Regions from separate parts of the Cricetulus griseus genome. Here region 1 is linked to region 2. Evidence: chromatin contacts called from public Hi-C data. All regions are on one chromosome and are shown on one strand. Each heading gives the region's core, a stretch centred on a gene start, on an enhancer-like site or on the middle of the called end of the contact. The rest is flanking DNA. Distances are from core to core; before and after follow the strand shown.

Region 1 (4,320 bases), core at 781-3,280, 50 kb after region 2:
AGCAGTGGAGACTGGGAGTTGTCAGTGTTGCCTCCCCAAGTCACGCTCCTCATGCACATTCACTCAGTTCTGCTGCCGCCCAACACACTGGCAGGAGGCACCCTCTGGAACACTAGACAATAATTCAGTAAGTAGTCAGAGTTCTCATTCTCAGTTAAGAGCTTGTTTTGCTGCATAGTAGTTCTAAAATGGCTATAATACCCAGGCTTGAGATGGCTAGCTACTATGTAATGCCTTCACTGATCCTGCCATTCTGTGTGGCCATTTCTGGAGCTAACTGACCCTATCTATGTTTCTGGGCCAGGCACCATGGAAATGGAGTATAACTGCTCCCACTCCAGAATAAAAAACAACCCTCTCTTCCCCACCTTGCAGGAGATGTAAGTTAAACCTCTCTGCCGGTTCCTGGGGAAACTGCCTATTCTCAGCCTTGGAAAAAACTCCAACTCAACATTTTCAAGTGTGAAGGTTTGCAGTGTCTCTTAAACAACACTGGTGAGAACAAATAGTGGCACCTGGCCCTAGCCCTCGGTGCTCTTTACTTCATTCTGACTCTAGTCATTGTGGGTGGCAGTGTACCTCCCGCACATTCCCCACAAAGAGGTGAATAACCACCATCTGTACATGGGGTTGAGGGACTGGAACACAGTGAACCAGCCTTACCTCCTCTGGAGAAGGCTGAAGAAAGCTGCCAAGGGTTGTATTTAATCTGGAGCCTTTTAAAAGCAGATTCTGCCAGGCATAGTGGTGCTTGCATTTAATCCCAGGGAGCAGAAGTAAGCAGATCTCAGAATTTGAGACCAGTCTGGAATACAAAGGTGGTTCTAGGCCAATTGGAGCTGCAAAGTGAGACCCTGTCTCAAAAAAAAAAGTTGATTCCATGAGAAGAGGGCTAATGTGACCACACTATATCTTTGAGAATCTGTGAGCTGTGAACAGTAGACGAAAGAGAGCTCTATGTTCTTCTCAGTAGGGAAATACTAAACCTTCAGCACCTATTTGGATGATAAAACACCATAATTTAGTGGCAAAATGAAACTAAGTAGTTTAAAATGTAATGTTTAAAGTGGTGTTAAATTTCCTGTAGCCTGTTTAAATATACTTATAATTGTAACTTATGTTTCTGAAAACTGTTAACCACTTCCCTAATTCTGTTCATTTTAAAGCTTGTGACTACACCTAATTTAGACTTGATGGTGATTGAGTCTAAATTCAGGAGAAGCACACAGCTTTATCAACGAAGAAGGTGCTCACATTCCTGTGTGGAGGCTCCAGGGCAGCTCAATGCTTTGGCCTACCATCAAGAGGGTTGATTCATTTACCACATTGAATAACAATATCTCAAAGTCCATCAACTGGAATAGAGTGTTTAAGCCAATTATTTTTCTAAAGGAAATTTGATGCTGTCACCAATAACCTGTTTGGTAAAAGGTCTTGTTTGTTTCTTGAGGGTTGACCTCTCTTAAGAGTTTTTTTATTTTAAAGGAACATATACTTTGAATAACAATCCTCCAGGCGTGTTTAACCTAGGTGAGAAAAAAATGGTGCTGGTAATTGTCAATAGACTGATGTAAGATTGGATCAATACTTGATGTGTATAATTTTAGTATGTAGGAGTTTTGTGCTTTTTTTAAAAAAAAAAAGTTCCAACTTTTCTCTTTGTCTTTGCCTTTATTCTGAGTTTGTTGGGTTTTTTTTTTTTTTTTGTGGAGGGGGTGGTTTTGGGGACAGGATTTTTCTGTGTAGCCCTTGCTGTCCTGGAACTAACTGTAGACCAGACTGGCCTGGAACTTACTTGCCTCTGCCTCCCGAGGGCTGTGATTAAGGCATGCCCCACCACCACCCAGCTATTCTGGGTTTCTAACTATTCCTCTGTAAAATAGTAGACTCACATTGTATGGGGAAGTGGGAGGTTTCTTCCTCTCTAAAACCGGTAGTGAGATCATGACCACCAAACTTAAGTTCTGCTACAGCACATACCACAGGTCACTTAGAGCTGTGACTCATCAGCACTGCAGTCTCGGCCTAGGATAGGTTGACCGGGATGGGGAAGGTGACTCAGACAGTGCTGCTTGCATGCTGCTGAGGCCATAAAATCTGAGTCTTTCTTACCAGGTATACTTGCACACACCTCTAGTCCTAGCACTGAGGGTAGAAGCAAACTCAGTTGGAGGGCAGCTTGGTCTACCTAGTGAGTTCCCAACCTGCCAGGTTGACTTGAGTTCTGTCTTTAACAACAAAATCTGCTCACCTTTTGTGGCCTCTGGGTTTCTTCAAAGGGCCTTCCCCATTTGTCAGGATACCAGCCTCCTCGATTAGCCCTCTCTCACTACTTCATTGTTATCTGGAGCATCTGTGTGTGAAAATAACAGACAGTAGCCCCTTTTCCTGAAGATACTTGGTAACTTATCCATCTTTCTCCATGGTGAGGGTAGGTAGCCCGCTTAGCAAATGGGCATCACTCAGCTTGTTGGATCCTGTGATGCATTTTACATAGAAAAAGAATTAAGCTGATAGCGTCTTCCCAGACAGCTTATGTCCTGTGACTATTCTTGGGATCTCTTGTGATGTTGGCCTGTTAGCCTGTCATTTCTAGTTCTGTGACAAGAGCCTGGGTGACTTCATCAGAGGTTGGACAGTTGACTTGGCCTTGCCTAGGCTTTTGAGGCCTAGGAGACATGAGATCCAAGCACTGGAGGAAGAGATGACCACTTTGCTTACTTATTGCCTCTTCAAAGTTCCTTCCTGCTGATAGTGGTGTTGAAGAATCTGCCTGTGGCCCTGGTCTGGAACCTTCACCAGGCCACTGTCCCTCCCCATTGCCTGTGCCCTAGAACACTTGTATAACTAGGAACACACAGTGCGGTATGAAGAAAACTTCAGCCTGGAAAGCATTGCACACACACACACACACACACAGAGAGAGAGAGAGAGAGAGAGAGAGAGAGAGAGAGAAAGAATGGAACCCAGGACCTCACGTATGTCATCACACCCTTATTGCTGAATCACATACCAGGCCCTATGTACTCATTTTTAATCTGTCACTGGTGGGGAGAGGGAGCAGGGGCTGTTGAGATGGACCCTCGTTCGATCCCCAGCACTAGCATGGCAGCTCACAACTCTCCATATCTCCAGTTTCAAGCCCTTTTCTGACCTCTGAGGGCAGCAGGCACCCACATGGTGGATAGACATATACATAAGCAAAATAAGTATGCGAAATGAAGTAAATTAAAAACGTCCTAAAGCAAAATAGTCTTGGATTGGTTTCTTGTATGCCTAGTCCCAACACAATATCAGTTAACTGATTTGTTTGAATTTAGATTTTGGCACAGGGTCTAGTTTATCAAATAACCCCAGATATTCTAGAACGGCCAAGAGTTTCACTATGAAGTCTAGGATGCCCTTGCAGTCCTCCTGCCGCAGCCCGTGGGTGCTGCAAAAACATGTGCCACTGACCCACAGGGGCCTCCAGTTGATGAAGATGCTTTGAAAAGGAATTTTAAAGTCTGATGGGATGTCGGGTGGTGGTGGTACACATCTTTAACTCCAACACTTAGGAGGCAGAGGCAGGAGGATCTCTGTGGGTTCAAGGCCAGCCTGGTCTACTGATCGAGTTCCAAGACAGCCAGGGCTACACAGAGAAACCCTGTCTCAAAACTAAATAAATTCCATGTTCTGTTCATTATACCTTTACAGTAGTGCCCTGGGACCCCCATGGGGGAAAGGACAGGTTAATTACCTAATCTCTTCACCTTTCCTCCCCAATCCCTGTTTGAGTAAAGAACATTTGTTCCCAGATCTATTACCCTTAAGACCATCTCTGCAAACAGAGACCTCTGTAGTGTCTTCCCAGAGAATCACACCTATTCCCTGAAGTTGCTGCCTGACAAAAGCCACCTAGGCTGCTTCAAAAGAGACCAGACCCTATGAAGATGAGTTCAGTGGTGAAGTGCTTTGCGTTGGCCTTTCTCTAGATGCCATTTTTTCTCTTTGTAGTGCCTCTCTGCATACTCTGCATAGTTTCCCTGTCTCCCTGTTGCAAACACTAGTAATCGCACACTCCTAACGTTGGAAGGGCATAGGGAGTGATGGGAGATGCTTGCAGTTCCCTCAAAGTGGTGCCTTTGTTTCTATAGAAAGGATTGAAGGGCTGGAGGGACATCTCAGTGGATAAAAGCACTAGCTGCTTTTCCAGAGTTCCCAGGTTCAATTCCCAGCGCCCACATGGCAGCTCACAACTGTCTGTAACTCCAGTTCCAAGGGACCTGACACCCATAGTAAAACACCAATGCACATTTTTAAAAAGTGACCAGTTCTATC
Region 2 (4,514 bases), core at 843-3,342:
TATTATTGGCCCAGTTTTATAGACAAGAAATCTGGGCTCTACAGAAAGTTAAAGTCATACAGAGAGTACAAGATGGAAGCCAGATTCCAACCCAGGAAGTTAATAGCAGAGCTGGGCCGTGTTCCGGCTACATGACTCCGCTCCTGGGAACATGTGTCTCTGTTCTAAGATGCAGGCAGGATGGCAAGCAAGCATTGCTAAGACTCTTTCCACAAGATTGCTCTCTCTTGCTGGCACCAGTGTACAGCTCAGCAGAAAGCCCTTAGCATTTGGGTGCCTACCATCTGTTTAATAGACATCGTAGAAGACTTGGTTGCTGTAATTTCTGGAGTGAAATTCAGGACAAAGCAATCTCTTTGCAAATACTCAGGCAGCCTCTCTCCTTCAGGGAAGAGATAAAGTGACAAGTGTCTGACAATTGGAACATTCAGCAGGGAATGATCAGATAGATGGCTTTGTGACACAGGTCCTGATGGAAAAGAAATCTTTGAAAATGTATAGTAATATTTAACTGTATACAGCTCTGTGCGTGTGTGCGCACGCGTGTGTGTGTGTGTGTGTGTGTGTGTGTGTGTGTGTGTGTGTGTGTGTGCATGCCTGTGCTCAGGACTACAATGAGGGTAAAGCTAATTCTTCAGTGTTAAGTCCAAAATAGTGAACCTCTATTTCTGAAACATTTCTGTGCTTTCATACAAATTCAGAGTTTGTTTTTTTTAACCTTCATTTTTGTCTGCCTATCAAATGAATACCAGGCCCCAAATCTTATTTTGGACTGTTTCTGTGAGCTAGATTCCCAGATGTGGAAAAAATCCCAATCAAACAGTACGAACATTTTTAAAACTGTTGATTGGCATTGCCAAACCTTTGCAAAAAAGATTGAACCAATTTACACTCCCACCAGCAGTGAACGAGAATATATTTAAATGCAAATCCTAAGAAGCAGAGTGTCTCTTTCTTAGGTATTTCACTTTAAATTTTTTTTTTTTAAATTCTAAGCAAAAGCTGACCCAGGGTTTTATAAAAGGAAAGTCTGGCATAAAAGTGGAACATAGTTAAAACAGCTTAGGGGAAAAAAAGCTTTCAAAGACCCAAGCAGGCCGATAAAAAATGTCAAGGCGCCATAGCAAGAAACACAACTCCAAAGGGGCCATTAACAATTTGGCTTAGGTTGGGATGGTAACCGCCAAGAATCTTGGGCGTGGTCGATGTACCGAATTCTAGTTTATAAAAAGCAAAATATTAATGCTTCACTTTGTTCTAAAGACGACTTAAGATGTCTAACGCCAGGATCTAGAGAAGTAGTATTGTCTGTAAAATGAAGCTTGTGGAAACGACACACACTCGTGCCCCTTCGCTCCGGGCACGGGACAGCAGGCCTGCGCAAATCTGAGAACACCTCTATCAATAGGGCACAGTGATGGTAGAGGCTGCGTACGGAGAGGCAAGGGAAGCCCACGCTCGGTGTCCAGCCCGCTGCCTCCACATATTCAATGGGAGCAGGGACTTGCTGTCAGGCCCACTCCTCTAATCAGGTCCCCGCCAGTCCACAACCCAAGTGCCTCATGACTTCTCCTTGGTACCCTCTCCCACCCGCCGCACCAAAAGAAACCCCACCACCGCGTGGGCCACTTTGTCCTCACTTGGGTTCCTCCTCTTCTTTCCTGCCCTCTCCGCGCGCCCCCTACCCTCCCAGCTCCAGCACTCGGCTACACTCGGCTCTACTCGGAAATCCCCGCCCCCGCGGTGCCTGCAGCCAATCAGCGCTCGGTCCCGCCCCTCGCGGCAGTTCTAGGCGGGCCGGCCGAGCCAAGGCCGAGCCGGGCTGAGGGCGGTGCCGCGGGCGGGGGTGATGGGGCCTGGCTGCCGGGCGGCGGTGGCGAGGTTCGTCTAGACACGAGGGCGCGGGGAGGCGAGAAGCGAGTGGGTGCTGCGGCCCACCCGGGATGGGCCAAGCCCGGTCTGGCGGGGCCGAGCGGGAGCCGAAGGCGGCACGCGGGCCGGCCTGCGGGCCGGGCGGCCCGGGGGCTGAGGTAGAGGTGGGCGCGGAGGAAGGGGCCGGGCGAGGCGGTGGGAGGAGCGGCGAGGGGGCGGAGGCTGGGCGGCGAGAAAGCGGCGCCTGGCCCGAGGCGGCGGCGCCGGAGCAGGCTGAGGCGGCGGCCGGGACGAGCGCCCTGAGGTGGCGGCCGTGGCCCCATGGGCGGGTGCGTGGGCGCCCAGCACGACTCCTCGGGCAGCCTCAACGAGAACTCGGAAGGCACTGGAGGTAGGTGGCGCCAGGGGGCGGCCGCGGCCCCCCATTGTTCGCGGCGGCGGCCACCTGTCCCGACCCCTCGCCCCTTTGTCGTTCGTGCTTCGCGTCGGCCCCGCCACGCGCTCCGGGCCCCACGCGGGGCCGCGGGCCTCGGCCTGGCTAGAGGGACTCCAACCCGGAGAAATACTCGGCGGCAGGATGGCGGCTCTCGGGGCCGGGGAGGGGCGGCCGCCCCGAGTGCCCCCGACGGGCCCCGCCGCACCCCCGGCCCTTCCCGCGTCGGCAGAGTTGGCCGGGCTCAGCTTTCCCGGGTTTCGGGTGACAGCTGCCCCGGTTGGTTCCAGTTTCTGGAGCTGGGCTGGGGAAGTCTCAAGTGGCCATGGCAGTGTTTTAAGGAGGAGGGGGGAGACGATCGGCCCGAGGAAAACGTGGCTTGTTGCTGCTGCCAGGGGCGTTAGCCCAGTGTGCCGTCGGGGCGCACTAGTCAAATTCCGATGTGTCTTACGTAAAAGGAAAACGTGCAGGATAAAAGTACCCAGCATAAGATTAGTGCTTTGACTAAAAGTTTTCCAACGCGGATCGCACTTCTCGGTTAAAGTAACCATGATGAGAAGTCTCTTGATTCCATTCTTAGTAGCTGTAGAGGGGGTAGAACAGTAAGATTGATCCCACTTTTAAGTGACGTTAAAAGTGCCGAGCCCTTTCATTATTTAGAATGTGTAGAAGTTCGAACGTTGAAGAAAAGAGCCACCAGGGAATGGGCAACTAGAACTTGATTTGATACGGACCTGATACTGGGTGCATATCAGGTGCATATGTTTAAGTTGTTGAGTTGCTTGGGAAAAGGCGGGGTCACACTTTTCCCACCTTGAGACCAGGTGCCTGCCCTGTCGCTTAAACTCTGCCCTTGATCCTGTGCACCCATCTTTGTACAGGAGATTTCCCGGTTTTTGTGATCTTAGCCATGCCACTTCACTAAAATCTATTGCTATTCCCTGTCACTAAATGTTGGACAAACGATTTGAGAATTAAGTGGAAGTGATCTTGAAAAAGTAGTCCATGGAAATGCTCCTTTGTAGTGCATTTCATGTCACAGCCTATTTATTTGGTGAGATAGTGACAACAAACCCAAAGTATGGAAAGGAAGTGATTAAAAACACTGGGTTAAGGGCAGATTGGTGGTCAGATGGTACTAGTTAAGTATGCTAGTACTGACTAGCATTCAGTTTAATTAACTTTCACATATTTTAAAATTATAATTCCTCTTTTCTGTACTCAGATTGAAACAGTTTAACCCATTTGGCAGTGCAATTTAGGATCCACTCACATTACTAGCATGGGCTTTTAGAAGCATGAAATCCTAGCTTTAGATAATTACTACCAGTGGCATCCAATTAGATAGCTATAGTATCAGTTACTTTCAGGACTTAAGTTTTCTGGACCATAAACTGCTATGTTTTTGTACAGAAGAGTCTTTAAAAGGTGGAGTACCTCCTTTTTTTCTTCGGGGGAGGAGGAATGGGATAGCTCTGATGTAGCTGGAAGAAGAAAGAGTCTGTGGGGAACAAAAGAATTCTTCTGGAATTTAATTTTGGAAGCCTTTATTCTCCATTACTGTCATGAGAGGTGAGAGCTCATTGTGGAGCCAGCAACTTGGGAGGCTGGAGCTGGGGACTCTTAAGAAAGTTCCAGGCCAGTCCGGGCTACGGAGCAAAACCTCATCTCCAAAAACAACAAAATTTATTGTGGTATGTGTTTCAGGTTTACATGTTAGCAGTTCTTTTTTTGTTGTTTGTTTGAAAGGGAATGACTTTCCTAAGGGTGTTGGCAAAGATCCTTAGCTTTTCAAACGTTAGTAGTTTTAATCTGGTTATACCGAGTTTTAACATTCTCATCAACGTGAAGTATATAATGCAACCTTCAGATATGTTTCATGACAGTTTATATTCACAGTGCTATGTGAGCATTACCATTGAAGAATGACTCCAGCCTTTCCAAAAGTCAGCTGGTTCGTAATAAATATGATTTAAAATACTTGGATATTGTGTTTTCCCTTTCCTTCTGGATCCAGTTTTTATATTAATTTATTTTTTGTTTTTTTTGAGACAGGATTTCTCTGTATAGCTCTGACTGCCTGGAACTCTTTCTGTAGACCAGGCTGGTCTTAAACTCAGAGATCTGCCTGCCTCTGCCTCCCAAGTGCTGGGATTAAAGGCGTGTGCCATCACCGCCCAGCTGAATCCATTATGTTTTTACTATGAGT

What was found. Hi-C and Micro-C count contacts between places; a contact is called where the count stands out from the background.
Region 1: a contact with region 2 is called in a Hi-C map of the CHL-YN cell line, with 2.4 times the contacts expected there. The contact joins the enhancer-like site here to the promoter of Ubtd2 in region 2. A contact is called at or near these places in 2 of 8 Hi-C or Micro-C datasets (the CHL-YN cell line and the CHO-K1 cell line).

What each region holds. Positions count from the first base shown.
Region 1 is chr7:47,703,876-47,708,195 of CriGri-PICRH-1.0, forward strand. Ubtd2 (ubiquitin domain-containing protein 2) reads left to right here. Exons shown (of 3, transcript XM_027425193.2): 3 at 1-1,655. Among named protein-coding and RNA genes, the nearest start is that of Efcab9, 12 kb to the right of the region's middle. Within about 2 kb of position 2,031, at least 4 of the 6 cell types and tissues checked have open chromatin away from gene starts, as enhancers often do. A contact at or near this core is called in the CHO-K1 cell line, where this site is marked.
Region 2 is chr7:47,653,694-47,658,207 of CriGri-PICRH-1.0, forward strand. It overlaps Ubtd2 (ubiquitin domain-containing protein 2), which reads left to right and starts at 2,093. Exons shown (of 3, transcript XM_027425193.2): 1 at 2,093-2,263. The coding sequence starts at 2,194.